4 separate regions of the Sus scrofa genome follow, and regions 1, 2 and 4 are each linked to region 3. The links are chromatin contacts, called in public HiChIP or PLAC-seq maps. All regions are on one chromosome and are shown on one strand. The core of a region is the stretch at or near the end of the contact, and the rest is flanking DNA. Distances in the headings are between cores, read along the strand shown. Region 1 holds the start of AP3B1 (adaptor related protein complex 3 beta 1 subunit). Region 2 holds the start of SCAMP1 (secretory carrier membrane protein 1). Region 3 holds the start of LHFPL2 (lipoma HMGIC fusion partner-like 2). Region 4 holds the start of ARSB (arylsulfatase B).

Region 1 (2,700 bases), core at 148-2,647, 360 kb before region 3:
AAACAGACCTATATAGACATATACATTAATTAAACAGTTGAAACATTTTGCTAATAACAACCTCCATGTTGGGAAAATCCACCATCTAAATGCACAGAATGAAAAATTAGTTTTATTACTTTTAAACTTTTCTAACTGGAAAATAAGGGAGGAAATAAAAAACCCAAAACTCTATTCCACATGATCCATATAGGATTTCAATTAGCTCAATACAGTCCAAACGTAATCACAATTTCAACCACTAGCACTTTCAAGAACACCTTTTAAAATAAATTTTAAGTAAATTTTTATTTACCTTTCTGACACTGCAAAGCCACCAGCAGAGCTACTTTACCTTACTTTAGCATAAATCTAGGGACAGCCTACTATATGACCATAGAGTTTGTTACTGAGAGATTAAAAATAAGAAACAAGTAAAAATAATTACAATAAAATACAAAGTTATCAGGATTCTGAAACTTTAATCCCCCCTCAAATCAATGGTACTGAAAATATTCTTTTACCAAAAAAAACAGGTACACACTGTTTAGTGCTCGTTTTTAAAATTCACATTATTAATAAAATTTTAGGGTTTGTTCAGAGTAACACACTAAATAGTCTATACTCATATACTTGCTGTGTTTGGGAGTGGGGGTTTTTTTGTTTGTGTGGTTTTCTGTTTTGTTTTGGAGGGGCTGGTTTTGGTTTTTTTGGTTTTTTTGTCTGCAGTGCAAAAGACATTGTCCAAGAACCTTAGTGGTTGTATAAACCAGTTTGTTCATTCATAAAGTGCCTAAAACACCTCCTTACTCCAACACTCTAGAGCCACAGAAGAATTTCCCATAAACCTAACTCACACTTTAACTCTCCCTTTCAACTCCCCAAACAATCCTTCCACCTTAATAAGCTAATTTCCCCAAGTGTGATCAGGCAAACAGTAAATTAGCTTGAAGTGTTTTTTTGAAAACTCAGATTCCTGTGCCCCAGCCGAGACCAACTCCGAGTCTCTGGGGATGGCTCTTTTTTCTCTTAAGTTTGAAACTACTCAAGACCCCTCCACACACTCATCCCAAACTCACAACTCCCACCACTCCCAACTGGTCCAACTTCGGGGAAACGTTACCGCTAGGCTCCGAGCCGTCTCGGGGCGACCCCACCCCTCTCCCGGAGGCCCCAGCTCGGTGCCCGCTCCGCCGAGGGCCCCAGTTTCTCAGCCCAGTCCCCGCACCCCAAATCTTTCTCCTCACTTCTTCATATCGCTGCTAAAGAGGCCGAAGGCACCGGAGGGGGAAATGGTTGAGGTCGCCTCCTGACCCAGCTCCGTCGCCTCCCCTCCTCCGGACTGTTCATTGTAAGCGAAGCTGTTGCTGGACATTGCTGTCGTGCTGCCGGGTGTCGGGTTGGTCCTGCCGGGGGCTCTCTCTGACCGGCTCCCAACCACAGAACGCGGAACAAAACTAGTTGTCGTGCGGCGGGGCGCGCGCAGGCGCTTCCGGACTCGTCGCTGCTCCTTAAACCGACCAGGAGGTCCACCCCCTGCGCATGCTCAGTGTGCATAGTGGCCGGAGCCCACCGCCGGCCACTCCGGGCCTGCGTGGATTTCCCATCTCCTGGTTTTCGAGGTAGCCGGAAGGCTCAGTCTCAGGCTTCGCGCCAGGCGGGCCCTGATCTTGCAAAAGACTGAGCTCAAGGCTTTTAAAGTTTTTTTGGAGACAGATACCCATTGTATCCTTTTTGATCTCTAAGGAAGTTCCCCAACCCCAGACATCTCTTTGCTAGACTCCTGTTGTAAACCAATAGCTTTCAGATTTCTCCTAAAATGTTATTTAATACACCAGATCAACTTTCTTAGACACATCAGGATTGCTTTTCCTTTTTAAGCCGGTTTCTGCTCCTTTTCCTCCGGCAAGCTTTGTCTTAACTTTTACATCCGCCCCAGGCAACCTCAATCGCAGATCTCTGCAGATTAAGGAAATTTCTAGGACCCCGTGTTTGAGGATCCACCGCTGCCGCGGCAGAGAGGTGATCTTTACAGTGAAAGTTCCAAACGAAAATCCCAGGGCCATTGGTTGCAAGGAGCTAAAGGAGTGCACCCTCCTGGCGTCTGGCTCCCGAAGGTAGAATAAAATGAAATACAGATGCCTCGAGCACCAGGACTAGCCTGTCATCTAGGTACCTCCTTCATTTGTTCTTCCCCTAGCAGTTTCACTTACTAACGTCTTTTGGGGTGTCAAGGCAGAAAGTTGCCCGGCCCCGCAGTTGCACAAGAGAAACCTTCTTTCCAGGAGTAACTTCCCCCAGCCTGACGTTTCAGGTGGATTTCAGAGCCTACCCAAACCTTTCCCCCACCTCTTCCCCTTCAGGCAGGATTTGAAACCTAGAGCCCCTAGAGCTAGAAACTGTCAGGGGAATAGTGAAGCACAACCTGTGGGACCAGCGCCGGGGGTGGGGGTGGGGGTGGGGATGACACGCCCAGAAAGCACCAGCAGGGATGCCGAGATGGGGCTTCCCGCTTTGGGCCAAGCTGCTCCCAACGGAAGAGGTGTGGAGGAGGTGGAGGGAGGTGGCTCAGAGTGTGAACCTCACAGCCTCTGATGGCCACACTAAGAATAACAGGGAGATCATCACTACATATCTACTAAAATGGCCAAAATCCAGAACACTGACCACACTAAATGCTGGTGGGGATGTGGAACAACAGAAACACTCATTGATTGCTGG
Region 2 (2,721 bases), core at 59-2,558, 290 kb before region 3:
TGCTATAAACTATACTCCCGGCAGCTGCTGAGGATAGGACAGCAACGACAATAGATTGTTTGCTCTTTTTTCATATCCACAATCTTGCAGCCCTGCCATCATCAGTCTGGTCTGCTGTTACTCATTAGCTGACACTCCTCCTAGTAGGCTGCCTAGGACCAGCTTGTCATATATCCCAACCCGAATCCCGCCAAAGAGAGTTGATAGCAAATGTGGTTTTTGCCTATCACCTCCAACTAGTGTTTTCACAGTGGGGAGAGACTATTTCCCAGGTGACTTCGCAAAGTGCAGGAAAGCCAAGAAGACTAACTCTAGTTCCTTCCAAGTCTTAGGCCCCTACCAAGTGAAAATAATTCTGGCTTTTTGTAGCTTTATCTGCTGTTTTGCTGTTAGTGCAAAAAGATGAGAGGATGCAAAAGCGATGTCTTCTCAAGTTCAGGGGTGGGCCAAATGAATGATACAAATAAATTCCTTACACATATACATTTTTCGGTGTTTTCTGGTGTTGGGTAGCGAACAGGAAAAAATCAGAGGCATATTATTTTGAGCCCGAGGGCTTCAAAGAAAACACAAAGGGCATCCTTTTGTCATTCATTAACATTAACTTGAGGGCCTTGATTTCTGGACCTGTGCTACCCCACAGTCATTTCCGGCGAAGGTGCCATTTTGCAGACTCCGGAGCACGGTAGCAAGAACTGGACCCTGGTACCTAATTTCTCTTTCCCAAACCTCCGCGGAGCTAGTCTGGATCGATAGCGCCAAGACAGGTTTCCGTGATTTAGCAACAACCTAGAGTATGGAAAAACCGGAAGACGGGAGGCTGGGATTCCCAGGTGGGGGTCAGGGGTGTGCCAAGACCGGACCCCAAGGGGCGTTATCTTTGGAGACTGAGGCGGAGATTTTCCAGTTCCTTGCGCCTCTCTGCCCCGGTTAAAAAGCCACACCTTCCCCAGGTGTGGCGTCTACGTCCCGGGCTACCTTCCCAACCTTGGGAAGTAAGGTCAGCGTACGTCTTTCTTGCTCAAAAGTACCACCTTTTTCCTAAGTCGCGCTCGGCACAGGGGCCGATTTTTAATTCATAATACAACCGAGTCCAGCCAGACGCTCGGCTCCTCCAGAGGCGGAATCAATGTTGGGCGCTGAGCACAAACCGCCTCTGCTCTCGGGTCCCTCCGCCCCTAGTTCCTATCCGGTCGTAGCTAAAGCCCGGAACGCTGGATTCCAGCCGGGAAGAACGGGACGGCGAACCAGGAGCTGCGCCGGCGGCCGGGAGCCCGCCGCACCGGGCATGCTCAGTGGCACGGCCGGCTGGGTGGCCTCGCGAGCTGCACCCGGATCTGCTCGGCGACGGCGGCGGCGACGTGAGCGCGCAGGGGGGCGGCGGCCTCGCCTCGTCTCTCTTCTTTGCGCCTGGGTCGGGTGGGTGACGCCGAGCGCGAGATGTCGGATTTTGACAGTAACCCGTTTGCCGACCCGGATCTCAACAACCCCTTCAAGGTGAGCGTCGTCCCCAGCATCTCCCGCCGCCGCGATGCGTGGTTGTTTGTTTAAACCGACAAGTTCTTTGGTGCCCACTGCGCCTGCCACTCGGCCCCCCTCAGCCGCTTGGACAGGGGTTCCGGGCCATCGCACCCCTTTGGGGGGTCGTGCTTTGGCCCCCGCGTCACTCGTTTGGGGTCGGAGTGGAACCTGCTAAGCTCCCTATCCGGCCGGCCCTCCCCACGTCCCCGACTGGAGAGGGTCGTGCCCTGGCCCGGGAGTCGGGATTCCCGTGGCTTAGGCTTCCTGGTTTGCCTTTCGGGAGCAAGGAGGGTGAGAACCCAGAACAGGTGGAGTTGTCATCTGTCAGGCAAGTGTGACTGGCCGGACCGGGGCGGGGGCCAGGACGTGTCGGAGGGGGGCTCACTCTCGGGAGGGGTTGTCATGGGGATCCCAGGCGGCGGCGGCGAAGGGCGGCGTGGAGGAGAGGTGAGGGCATCGAGTACATTGCAGTTTAAAAAAAAAAAGAAAAGAAAAAAAAAAGGGGGTTTTGTTTTTATTTTTTAAACTTGTGTTGCGCCCAGATACCACCAGCGGCGCTGCCATCCCTCCTCCCCACCATTTGCCTGAGGTTGAAGGTCCTGATATCAAAGCATAAGTTAAATATAAATAAAAGCACCTGGAAACAATAGTGCACGTGGACAATCGTCTTCCTACCTAACTGTTCTTAGTGAGGTAAACGACGGGATATTTTCCAAGCTCCTGGTGCGTCAGCTGTTTGCTGCACTGTGTGGAGGATACCATTTCCACGTGAGCTGCTTTCTTTCTGAGTCTACCTTTATCAACCCCAGCTATAGAAGAGCTTGGTATAGAAAGAGGCAGAGGAAAGTGGTTAAGATGTTCATTATCTGTGTTTAAATTAATGCAACATCTAAATAACTATCTTTTTAAAGTACCGCTCCAGGTTTCTTAATGAGTGCAGTTGCATAGCACGTGTAATGTGTTTCCAACTACTGGTTGAGTTTGGTTCACTTCCTCTGGATGTGTACAATAGTAACTTTAATTTGTGGTCCCTTCCAGCTTGATTTTACGTCTTTTTACTCCTGGTTTGATCTCTTAAGAATCTTGGAAGAGGAAAACATCCCTTTTTCTGATTGTTAGCTTGATAATTTCATAGAGGATTATCTTAATTAAATGATTCTGGTTATTACTGGTGACTTGATTCACTCCGAAGAAAAGCAG
Region 3 (2,700 bases), core at 84-2,583:
CAGGAATGAGTCAGGAATACCCAGGAAAGAACAATACCAAAGAAATTGGCATCCGTCATCGCTTAAACCTGGCGCAGGTGGAGCTCTCTCAGGTGAGCAGGTGAAGCAAAAGCAACGTGCGGAGCAGAAACGTCACTTGGAACTCGATTACTCAGATTTAACTCTGCCAAGCAGGCTCGAACAGCTCCCCTCCCCCTCCAGCTCCCACCACTCCCACCCCCCCCCCCGCTCCCACACACACTAATCTATAGGGGCCGCTTAGCGATTTCAGGCAGAAGTTCTACTTCACATGTGGGTCAGTGATGGCAACCTACATGCAGGCACACAATCACAGTAGAGAAACCGGGAAATACAGGAAATGGCCCCGGTGGGGTGGGGGTGGGGGTGGGGGATGAGATTGGTCTTTTCTCCCATTTGCTCCCTTTGATGAAACAGCGCACCGGTTCTCAGAGCTCAGAACCCTTCCGAAACAGCAGGAAGAGAGAACAAGATTGAAGAAAATTCGTTCGTTCTTCCGAGTTCAAAGAACACCGCTGAATGAAAAGGGGAAAGAGACACACACACAATTTTGTGCCTGAAAACATCCAGAAATCCAGAGAGAGTCTTTCCCAGCCCTTCACTCCAAACCATCGGCTCAACCCACCCAGCCCAGATGTGGTCTTCCCCACTCCACGCCCTCCTCCTCCTCCTCCTCCTGCAGCCCGCACCCGCAATCCCTGCTCTGCCCACAAAAATGCAGCCCAGATCTGAGAAGCAGCTGACGTCTGTGGCCGGCGTGACCCACACGCCACAGACCAGGCCCGCGGGGGCGACCACGGGGCGGCCCCCGGGCGCGGTACGAGGCGCGCCAAGCCTGGAGCCGAGAAGCGCCCAGGACCCGCGCGCCGGGCAAACCCCGCCGGCGCCGGCGACAGAGCTGGGCTCGCGCCGGCTTCCCGACACCTCGCCGTTCCAGACACAACTTTTTCCACTTCTGCTGCGGGCAACCTCGGCGGCCAAAGCCGAAGCGGCGTTCCCTCTGTTTCCAGTACGCAGCACCCGTCCCGCCTGCACCGTCCCGGCCGGGTCCTCCCTCCCCGCTGGCTCCGTGGGCGCCGGGAAGAAGTTCGCGCTCCGGCCGCGGCGCACTCAGCCCGGGCTCCACCGGCCGCGACGGCTCCGCGAGCACCGCGCCGGGTGCCCCCCTGGGCCGGGGCTCCTCGCTTTCCCTCCACAGCGCGCTCTGGCTCCGCGACTCCAACTCACCCGGCCCCCGGCTCGGCGGCCCCGGCTCCGAGCGCGCAGTCTTCCCCAAGCCGGGGCTTTCCGTTACGCCTCCTCGCAGACACCTCTCTAGCTGGCCCCGCCGTCCGCTCGGGGAAGGAGGAGGAGGGAGAGGAGAGGGGAGGAGGCAGCGAGAGGAGGGGGCGAGGGAGGGAGGGGAGAGGGTCCCCGGGCGGGGGAGGAGGAGGAGGAAGCAGAGGAAGAGGAGGCGAGGCGAGAGCGCCGACCTCGGCCGCCGCCGGGGCTAGCAAGCAGCGAGGGGAAAGAGGGGCGGGGGCAGAGAAAGAAAGAGGCTGCCGAGCCTCCCTGCCCAGGACCCGGCCCCGCGCGGCTGCCCAGTCACCATCGCCGCCGCGTCCCGCTCTCGGCCGGCGTCCGGGGGGAGGGGTCGGGGCCCGGGGCTCTCCCGGCGCGGCGCGTGGGGCGGGGCGGCCGGCCGGGGGCGAGGCGTGGGCGGGCGGACGAGGCCCAGCCTCCGGGGGGAGTGTCCTGCCCGGCCGGGAGGGTGTGGGCGAAAGGGGATCCCCGAGAGGAGGGGCGGAGGCCCGGGGCCTTGGGAGCCGGTCACTGCGCCCGCGGGGCGGCGGCGGTGTCTCCCGGAATCCTGCGAGGGGTCCCCCGCGCTGCGCCGGAGAACCTACCGGCGCAGTTTCGGGAAACCGTCTCTGTGGCGCGGAGAGTGTGCACTGCCCCGCCGGGCGGCGGCGAAGTCTGAGTGGGGAGTGAGAGGCCCGACTGTCTAGGCGGAGAGCCGGCCCTGGAGCGCTCGGAGCCATTCCCCAGGCGAGGCCCAAGGGAAAGAAACGTCCGTAGGCTGGTCCTGGGGAATCCAAAGCAAGAGGGTGGGCTGGGGGGGATGGGGGTACCTGGACCCCCATCCTCCTCGCCTTCCTATCCCGGAGTCAAGGCTCCGGGCGTAAATTTCCTTCCCCGGTGAGTCTCTAGGAAAAGAAACAGTGCGAACAGTCAGAAAGAATATTTCTAAACTGATTGTTTGGGGTCCTGAAACATACTCCCTTGAACTCAAAATACAGTTTCAGGGTGAATTTTGAAGGCGCTTTAGCCGATAATCTGAAAAGTCATCCTTGTCCAGAGAGGAGACTCACTCACCAACTGCTCCCCATTGCCTCCAAGGTGGGAGCAGAGACAAATGGCCACAGATTAAGGTGACAAAATTCCTTGTAATTTAAACGTAGGGACACAGCATTTAGCCAAGCAAACCCGTCTTATTTTTTTCTTGTCAAACTTGCTCCTTTCCCCAACTCCTCAGCCTCTTGTCTGCGACGCCTGTATCCGCCAGTCACCTGTATCCACTTGTCGCCACAACTCAGACCCTAGCACTCAACTGGGGGCCTCTCTTCCATTTCCAAGAGCCACCTCCATTGATTCTTCATTTTTAAAGTCTTTCCAGTTGCCCCATCCTCTTCAAACTCACTG
Region 4 (2,700 bases), core at 68-2,567, 280 kb after region 3:
CTCGCCGGCCCATCTTGCGTCGCCCGCGTTGCCCGCGCCTGTGGCGCCGCCAGCCTCGGGCACCACTTATAGAATCAGGAACTGAGCAGCCGGGGCTGCCCCGCCCCGGCACTGAACCTCACCCCCTGCGGGCCGTGGGCAGTAGAGGCCCAGCGCCGGAGACCCGCCGCCTCTAACCCCGGCCCGGGCCCGTGTGGCGGGGGAGGAGCCAGCGAGTAGAACTCGGGCAGCCTCGCAGCTGTGCTCCAGGGTAACTCCGTTGATGCTTGATAAGGGCCAAGGTCTCATCTTTCCAGCGATGCTCGTTGCCTCTTGGCATCCTAAAAGAGGAGCGAATTTGCTCTTTTTAGTAACTCTTCACAATTTACACAGCATTTTTGACAGCCCTTATCTCTTTAAATCTCACAACTCTGACGGCTCGGAATCATAATTTTGCCCCTCCCCCCCCCTTTTTTCCGGAGTAAACAAGCTTGGAGTTGCTTGGGCGTAACCCAGACCCAGTTCTGACTCCATATCTTGAGCTATAATGTTTTAAGAGTCGTGAAAGCATCGTTTCTAGCAGAATTGTTTCTAGCAAAAGAACCCAGCCTCGTGCATGTAGAACAATGAAGAGGCAGAGATCTGAATGGCGTTTCAGATTCCTTTAAGAATAGCATAGGCCTGCGAAGCCACTTCCTCCCCACTTAGCCAAAAGGGGCCAAGTACACACTCGGACTGCACGGTGCCGTTTTGAAGGTGCAGCTTTATAGTTAGGCTGCCCTTGGAGTGCTGTGTGGCCAGGGAGTAGCTCATTAGCTTGTCCAGATACGAGCCCTTTCAGAGTTGGCTCCCCCACAATGAAGTGGTGAACCAAAGTAGACTCATTTGCCTGAAACAGTCCCTGGATGGAAAGAAACATTCCTTTAGCCACATGCTCATTGAAGCATGGGAAGTTAGCCTCATGACCAGTGTATTCCCATTGCCAGCCAAGACTCTGCCTCCTCCCTCTATCTGGAGACAGACAATAACTGTTACTGGTTGTAGGGGAAGAAATTTTGCGCTCCTTTCAGGTTATCTGCTTCTGATTCCATGGGACTCATTGTACACATTTATAGGTTGTAGATAACTGAGAGCAATGGAAACTAATTCTTGTTTATACACATGCAAATTAATTCTATCCATTGGAATGACACCCTCGCCACTACCTTGGAAAAAAGTTTTGCCTCCACTTACACATTTATTTCATATTCCTGATCTGTTCCTTGGATTGTTCTTGGAACTGGTGTTAACACTCTGTTTCTTCGTTAATGAATTAAATAAAATCTTTGATGTATATTCATTTTATATGTGTATAAGGATCATGATTTTCTCATTTTTTGAAAATTATTCTCTAACATATGGAATGTTTCCTTCTTTACATACATAGAATTTTTTTTCTCTGCATGAAGTAAATTAATTTATGTTACAGCCACTTGTCATCTGTGGTGGAATCGATGAAATTTAGCAGGAGAAAAATTGGCATTAAGTAAAAAGAAATTTGTGTGTGTGTCTTTTTAGGGCCATACTGGTGACATGAAGGTTCCCACGGCAGGGATTGAATTGGAGCTGTAGCTGCTGGCCTACTCCACAGCTATAGCAAGGCGGGATCCATGCCTTATCTGTGACCTACACCACAGCTCACGGCAATACCAGATCCTTACCCACTGAACGAGGCCAGGGATCGAACCTGCGTCTTCAGGAATACTAGTCAGGTTAACCGCTGAGCCACAATGGGAATTCCAAAAAGAGAATGTTGAAGAGCTATTTGACTCTCATTAGGTTAAGGCTTGAAAATTTCCTTTAAAAACCATGTAAAAGATCTTTAAGGACAAAATTTTCCATGGTGGCCCTTGCCTGTCCCTCTTTCCATAACTGTTCCTCCCTACCCTTCAGGATAGAAATCAGATTGCCCAAACCATGGCTGGTAATCTGCAGGAACAATTCCTCCTTTGACCAACTGCTCCAGAAACTACTGAACTTGCACTGCACCTTCCGATGTCCTGAATTTTCAAATAAAAGCTTATGCTAAAAATGCTCTGGAAATGTGCAAATGAGTTAATTAAAAAGAGTTAATTCTATTTTTCATTTATGCATTGAACATCTTTGACGTGCAGTATAGTCTAGTTATTGTAAAATCTCTCCATTAGAGTTGTTGTTTCCTAATGATTAGGCGCAGGTTATGGGTTTATACAGAAATACTGCAAATATAACGTATTCTTGATGCTTCATATTAAGAGTCAGGTGTTGTTGATTTACTTTATTATTTGATAACTTAAGGTGGCCGTTTCCCCACTGTAAAGTTATTATTTCCCCCCTGTAATTAATAATTATTTTATGGGGAGGTACTTTGAGAGTATGCATATATTCTGTTATTCCTAAAACTTTCGCTTATTAGTTTTAACCTTCCCTGAGGCTTATTGCTTCAGTCATTATTAGGATGGTTCCCAAATGGTGATTATAGTGATTTTCTATCATTCTTTAAATAGATTTATTAGTTGTCTTTCTACTACTGTAAGGAAGAACTTTGCCTTCTTCCTCATGTGTTTGTTTATATCACTATGAACTCAAAGATTCTTAATTTAATCAGTATAATAATACATATTAATCATATCAGTGCTCAAATTTCCTCTGATTTGGCCAGTGGGAGCCCCTTCAGTCTAACTCTTGTGTCCTTGTGGCATG

The links. HiChIP or PLAC-seq counts read pairs in DNA pulled down with a chosen protein or histone mark.
Region 1: a contact with region 3 is called in an H3K27ac HiChIP or PLAC-seq map of alveolar macrophages. The contact joins the promoter of AP3B1 here to the promoter of LHFPL2 in region 3. A contact is called at or near these places in 1 of 47 Hi-C or Micro-C datasets (embryonic fibroblasts) and 1 of 2 datasets of contacts at active chromatin or transcription factors (alveolar macrophages).
Region 2: a contact with region 3 is called in an H3K27ac HiChIP or PLAC-seq map of skeletal muscle, with 5 times the contacts expected there. The contact joins the promoter of SCAMP1 here to the promoter of LHFPL2 in region 3. A contact is called at or near these places in 1 of 47 Hi-C or Micro-C datasets (heart right ventricle) and 2 of 2 datasets of contacts at active chromatin or transcription factors (alveolar macrophages and skeletal muscle).
Region 4: an H3K27ac HiChIP or PLAC-seq map of alveolar macrophages shows a contact between it and region 3. The contact joins the promoter of ARSB here to the promoter of LHFPL2 in region 3. A contact is called at or near these places in 1 of 47 Hi-C or Micro-C datasets (brain) and 2 of 2 datasets of contacts at active chromatin or transcription factors (alveolar macrophages and skeletal muscle).

What each region holds. Positions count from the first base shown.
Region 1 is chr2:87,141,266-87,143,965 of Sscrofa11.1, forward strand. It overlaps AP3B1 (adaptor related protein complex 3 beta 1 subunit), which reads right to left and starts at 1,398. Exons shown (of 27, transcript NM_001098585.1): 1 at 1,227-1,398. The coding sequence starts at 1,354.
Region 2 is chr2:87,209,531-87,212,251 of Sscrofa11.1, forward strand. SCAMP1 (secretory carrier membrane protein 1) reads left to right here and starts at 1,309. Exons shown (of 9, transcript NM_214245.1): 1 at 1,309-1,497. The coding sequence starts at 1,441.
Region 3 is chr2:87,497,044-87,499,743 of Sscrofa11.1, forward strand. It overlaps LHFPL2 (lipoma HMGIC fusion partner-like 2), which reads right to left and starts at 1,334. Exons shown (of 5, transcript NM_001243213.1): 1 at 1,246-1,334.
Region 4 is chr2:87,778,236-87,780,935 of Sscrofa11.1, forward strand. It overlaps ARSB (arylsulfatase B), which reads right to left and starts at 1,318. Exons shown (of 8, transcript XM_021084478.1): 1 at 1-1,318. The coding sequence starts at 13. LOC110259405 (a long non-coding RNA gene) reads left to right here. Exons shown (of 2, transcript XR_002341753.1): 2 at 1,537-2,113.